2 separate regions of the Mus musculus genome follow, and region 1 is linked to region 2. Evidence: chromatin contacts called from public HiChIP or PLAC-seq data. All regions are on one chromosome and are shown on one strand. Each heading gives the region's core, a stretch centred on a gene start, on an enhancer-like site or on the middle of the called end of the contact. The rest is flanking DNA. Distances are from core to core; before and after follow the strand shown. Region 1 overlaps Gm40436 (a long non-coding RNA gene). Region 2 has its middle 23 kb from the start of Gm32219.

Evidence for each region. HiChIP or PLAC-seq counts read pairs in DNA pulled down with a chosen protein or histone mark.
Region 1: a contact with region 2 is called in an H3K27ac HiChIP or PLAC-seq map of embryonic fibroblasts, with 34 read pairs. The contact joins two enhancer-like sites. A contact is called at or near these places in 19 of 484 Hi-C or Micro-C datasets (the C2C12 cell line, bone marrow-derived dendritic cells, brain and 12 more) and 4 of 115 datasets of contacts at active chromatin or transcription factors (the NIH/3T3 cell line, embryonic fibroblasts, embryonic stem cells and 1 more).

What each region holds. Positions count from the first base shown.
Region 1 is chr12:70,615,238-70,618,003 of GRCm38.p6, reverse strand. All of the region lies in intron 1 of Gm40436 (a long non-coding RNA gene), which reads right to left. Among named protein-coding and RNA genes, the nearest start is that of Gm40436, 26 kb to the right of the region's middle. Within about 2 kb of position 1,268, at least 53 of the 459 cell types and tissues checked have an H3K27ac peak or open chromatin away from gene starts, as enhancers often do. A contact at or near this core is called in the C2C12 cell line, embryonic fibroblasts, muscle stem cells and 1 more, where this site is marked.
Region 2 is chr12:70,510,877-70,513,766 of GRCm38.p6, reverse strand. No RefSeq gene overlaps it. Among named protein-coding and RNA genes, the nearest start is that of Gm32219, 23 kb to the left of the region's middle. Within about 2 kb of position 1,471, at least 19 of the 459 cell types and tissues checked have an H3K27ac peak or open chromatin away from gene starts, as enhancers often do. A contact at or near this core is called in the C2C12 cell line, embryonic fibroblasts, muscle stem cells and 1 more, where this site is marked.

The DNA of each region.
Region 1 (2,766 bases), core at 19-2,518, 100 kb before region 2:
GACCCTCATGTTAGGTAGCATCTATGGGCATGTGGTAGGGCCAGAAGTTGAGCTGGACTAGGTCCACTGAGCCTCCTCCTCCTCCTATCAATCAGTGTCTCTTCTCAGTAATAGATTAGTAAGAACTGGGAAGATTTGAACAAGGACAACAGGATAATCTATATCTCTATAAATCTACCTATATCCCTATCTATCTATTTATCTATCTATTATCTATCTATCTCTGTATCTGTGTCTGTGTCTGTATCTGTATCTGTCCTTTATGTCACCAGCTGTATGTCATCTAAACCCATGATGTTTCAGCTATGGACCATGAACCATAAACTCACATTCACTTTTCCTAGAAATGTAGGTTTGAAAGAGGCACCAAGTATGCAAGCACTGGCCACATCAAAAGACCTCCCAGGTGTGTGGTGGTGTCTCTGACTTCAAGGGGAACAAAAATCCTTCAAACCTACCCGATCCATGCCAGGTGATATTATGGGGAACTTTTCCTTTTGTAGAGAGGATAAATTGAAAATCGATTATGAATATTTTTCGGAAAAACAACTTCTGTTGGTGCCCCTGGCATACCCAAATTGCTCAATATCAAGTGAAATAAGGAGTCCTCTTTAGAAAGAGTCCCAGCTGGAGTGTCCCGTTTCCTATTTGCAAACTTTAAAAATCTCTTATCAGGGACAATGGCTTAGCCATTAATAAGAAAGGCACAGCCTCCTTTCTCTAATTCTAAAATTTTCTCACTGAACTTGGCTAGCCACAGGTATGATGGCCCAGTGCCCAATGAGTCATTCTGAGACTCTTCTAGATTAGATGTTGACAACAAAACCTTTAATTGTCTTAAAAAAAAATTCAAAGAATACTTTGAGACCAGAGCCAGCATATGTATGTACCATTGTGAACACACACACACATATACAGAGAGGGAGAGAGGGAGAGAGGAAGAGAGGGAGAGAGGGAGAGAGGGAGAGAGGGAGAGAGGGAGAGAGGGAGAGAGGGAGAGAGGGAGAGAGGGAGAGAGGGAGAGAGGGAGAGAGGGAGAGAGGGAGAGAGGGAGAGAGGGAGAGAGGGAGAGAGGGAGAGAGGGAGAGAGGGAGAGAGGGAGAGAGGGAGAGAGAGGGAGAGAGGGAGAGAGGGAGAGAGGGAGAGAGGGAGAGAGGAATAGGAATACAAGCCCAATCCCTGGTTCTTTTAGCTCTTTGCTCTAGAGCTGCCCCTATTTCAGAGCCACACCACGGATTCTTTGTGCCCTCAGTCACAACATCCCAAGCATTCCTTCAAGCCTTGTGGCTTGGCTTGAGCAGCTGGGAATAAAAGATCTCTTGAATACAGAAGGCAGGGTTGCATTCTAGCAGCTGCCACCCAAGGGGAGGAAACACCACGCGGGTCATGTTTTGTATTGATGCTTCTTGTATTTAAGGGGAAGATTAGAGAAATGCTCTTCCTGGGGATCTTTGGGTTTGATTTATGGGGGGAAGGGAGCTGAGGACTGTTCTTTTGATGATGCTCCAGGGCACGTTAGGAGCCTGCCTTTGACTTTGAACTGCTAGGACCCCGTGAACCTTCTGCACAAGGATATGTCTCAATTTTAAAGCTAAAGGCTTGAACAAACAATTCCAAGTTGCACCAAGCTGCAGTGTTCCTTCTTTCAATACACTGCCATGCACATTGTCAACAGTAGTGACTTAGGGCCGGAGCTATTAATGGAAACCAGAAAAAGAATACTTTGGGAAAGGTCACCAGGGACTAACTGGAGCTTCAGGAAGTAAGCAGCTATATTTACAGTCCTGGGACAGTGCAGATCTCAGCCTTCCACACAAAGAACGCTTTCTTTCTGCCTTTGACATGTCACGAAGGCCAAGTGGGTAAATTCGGACCATCTCACAGATGGATTTGTTATTGAGCTGCAAGTCCAGACTTACACAGGATGAATTTCCTTACTCTTCTCAGTCCACCAGAAGAGCCCGTGGCCCCGATACATCCTTTGCCCCATCCTCATGCAACACAAGAGTTTTGTGGAATGAATGGATGGGCGCTGAGCCCAGTTTTATTCCTCCCTCTCCCTCTCTCCTTTTAGTCTTGAGCTATTTGCATTCACAGGGTGTGTCCCCACCCAGGAAGTGAGGTGCCTGAAACTATTACACAAAACTATTGGCTCCTAGGTGTTGGGTCAGAGTCTGGACTGAGGCAGTGATAGTCAGGAAGAGATTGGTGTGTTCTGAGTTTCCTGTGAAAATATCCTTCCGCATTAGTACTTACTATTGATCATATATGCTGACTGCCACAAGATGCCATGGATGAAGGGAAACTCAAAGGTTTAGTGTCACAGTCTCATTTGGCAAATGTCAAAAATAAGACCAGGTGAAGAGGTAGTGCTTGCTCAAGGACATAGGGGCATTGCTGTCAGATCCAGGCCTAAAGACCAAGGCGCCCAGTGCTGGATCTCATCAAAAATTCACAAACCAGCCATGTAGAGGTGGCGCATACCTTTAATTACAGTGCTAGGGAGGCAGAGGCAGGTGGATCTCTGTGAACACCGTCTACAGAGTGAGTTCCAGGACAGCTCGGGCTGTTACACAGAGAAATCCTGTCTTGAAAAGCATAGAAAGCGAACAAACAAAACCCATGAAACCACGGAATGTGAAATGGGAGGCCGAGTGGTGTCCTCTGCACACCCGAGATGTCTGTCGCCACATGGAAGTGTTTACTTGGGACCACAGCACCTACTAGCCAACAGTGCCTTTTGTGGGCCTCATGATTTTGACGGAC
Region 2 (2,890 bases), core at 222-2,721:
ACCAAAGCTCACATGAACTCACAGAGACTGAAGCAGCCCACACAGGACCTGCCTGGGGCCCACCAGGTCCTCTGCACTTAGATTAAGGCTTCCGGTTGGTTGTTTTTAGGGGATTCCTGAGTCTGCAAACAAGTGAGTTTCTGCATTTTCTTGTGCTTTCTCTTGGGCTCTTTTCCTTCTGTTTCTTTGTCTTGTCCAATTCTGATGTGATACTATGTGTTTTATTTTATTATATTTTATTTTATTATATTTTATTATTATACTCTTAGAAGCCTGTTTGTATTCTAGTGAGAGATGGAAAGGGAGTGGACCTGGGGGAGGGGGAGGAACTGGGACGAGTAGAGGGAGGGGAAACTGTAATCACGATGTAGTATGTGTGGAAAAAAAATACATTTTAAATCCATGTTTTTTAGCTTATAGACTTTAAAGATCCAAAAAGCATGGTGTTGGCTCCAGAGAGCACCCCCTGCCCCTGAGGGAATCACTTCATGACCAGCACAAGGGCAGATGCATGCCTAAAAGGGAGAAATCACACAATGAGTTAAAAAGACAGAAAGAGGGGAGGAGCCAGTCATGACCCCCCACCATGCGAGCTTTGGACGTGGATCATCTAAACCATAGTAAAGAGCAATGTTTTAACAATGTTGCTCACTGCACCTGGAGAGACAGTTCAGTGCTTTTGCAGAGGGCCCACGTCAGGGAGCTCACAGCTCCCTGTACCTCTAGCACCAGAGAATCAAATGTCCTTGTGTGTTGTTTAGTTCTTTGTCAATTTGACACAAGCTAGAGTTAGCGAAAAAGAGAAAACCTCAATTGAGAAAAATGTCTCCATCAGATTAGCTTGTAAGACATTTGTGGGACATTTTATTGGTTAATAATTAATGTATAGGCACCCAGGCCATTATGGGCAGTACCACTTCTGGGCAGGTGGCCCTGGGTTTATTTAAAAAAAAAAAAAAGGCTGTGGGGAGCAAGCCAGTAAGCAGGGCTTTTATTGTCTCCGCTTCCATTCCTGCCTCCAGGTCCTGCTTTGAGCTTCTACTTTGTCTATCAAAATGGACTGTGGTCTGTTATCTGGAAGTATGAGCCAAATAAACCCCTTCCTCCCCAAGTTGCTTCTTGCCTCACTAAGACCGCCCTCTTCTGGATGGCATAGGCCCCTGCACTCACATGTGCATAGAACCACACATACACATATAAGTTTTACAATAAAATAAAAAAATTTAAAATATTGCTAATACTCTCACTAGGCAAAATCAAATAGCATTAATCCTACATGGGCCAGTTTTGGAGGGGAGTCCATTAAAAAAAAAAAAAGGATTCCAGTCTATGAACTCAAAAATGATAGAAGAAAAGAGAAAGCCACTTGCTGGGTTCCAGCCATGCTCACCCAATAGATGAACAGACACAGCCTGAGAGCCCAGAAGCCACATCTGTGCCACAGCAAACCATTGCTGAATGCCATAGACATTCAGAGTTGCTTCCAGATGGTCAAACCCACAAATGTCAGAATGCACTATATCGGCAAAGCTTAGTCACGGGGCATGAGGCAAAGAAATTCCTGAACTCTGAGGCCTATAAACAGGATCCCGTGTGCTGGTTTGTATCTCACTCTAGTTACCGTATTTGGATCTTGATGTGAGCAGATGAAGCGTTAAAAGCCCATTGGCAATCAGAGGCATCTAGGGAAACTATGTCTAGGTGACCTCCCACCAGTTGCTGTTTCTTTAGTTAGCTGTGTTACTAACATTAAGCATTACTAACATTAAGAAAACCTTACTTTCTAGAAACACAGAGAATAGCTGGAGATTTGTTTTTTGATATTTGGGATAGTTTTAAAATGCTTTTGTGAATCAAATACAAAGCTGTTGGGTTCTGTCATATCTCAGTGGTGGGGACGAGGAAGGTACATTTTACTCTGCCGTTCTTTTATGTATTTTTGAAAGTTTTCACAGTAAGACTTGGAAAGGAGGGAGGAAAAGAGGACTACTGGATAATACTGCCTTTATTACAATTTCACGTTGGAAAGGAAGAGATGTCTATCCACATTTGTAAACACATACTTCATTTTGCTTCTATACTGTGACTGTACAATGAAGATGTCAGCCAGTGTCGGGTGGGTGTTCCCACCATTGTATAGATGATGAACCCCAGGCTTAGGCTAACTGTGTTTGCACACAGAGGACAGGCAACCACGGGAGCTGCTGAAATCAATTGTCTCTGAGCAATCAAAAGCAAAGCGCTATCGTCCCTTATCTAAAGTTGCTTTCCACGGTTCCAGTTACCCACGGTGAAACACAATCTAAAAAGAGTGAATAGAAAATTCTAGAAACAAGTGGTACATTTAAAAGCATATATCACACTTAATTGTTATACATGCTATGTCGTATTGCAGTTGTCAATTCTCTACTGTGCTTAAACCATAGTTCACCACAAGTGCATACACACAGGAAAAACACAGGCTCTCAAGGGTTTGGTACTATCTGAAGTTTTAGACATCCAGTGTGTGTGCGAGGGTAGTTGTCTTAGAATGTATCCCCAGTGGGTAATGGAAGACTCCTGTAAGCTAACAGCTAACGGTCTGCCTCTGAATCTCTTGATTATGAAGAGAAGGGACAGTTGCCACTTTAAGACCTTATGCTAACTGGTGCTCACCACACTGGAAGCTGCCAGCCATCTTGATTCAGGAAGAAGCCATTTTGGTTCACCACTTCTCCTTTCTCCATTCACTTAGGTAAAGGAACACGAGTTCTGACTTGGGGCGTGTGAATAACGAAGACAGACTTTCCATAATCAGTCCTAGGCCGGGCAGGAAGGGGAGTACAGCGCTCCAATATGGACTCTATGCATTTCATGAGAAGCTGAGCCCTTCGTGCCTCTCCTGAACATT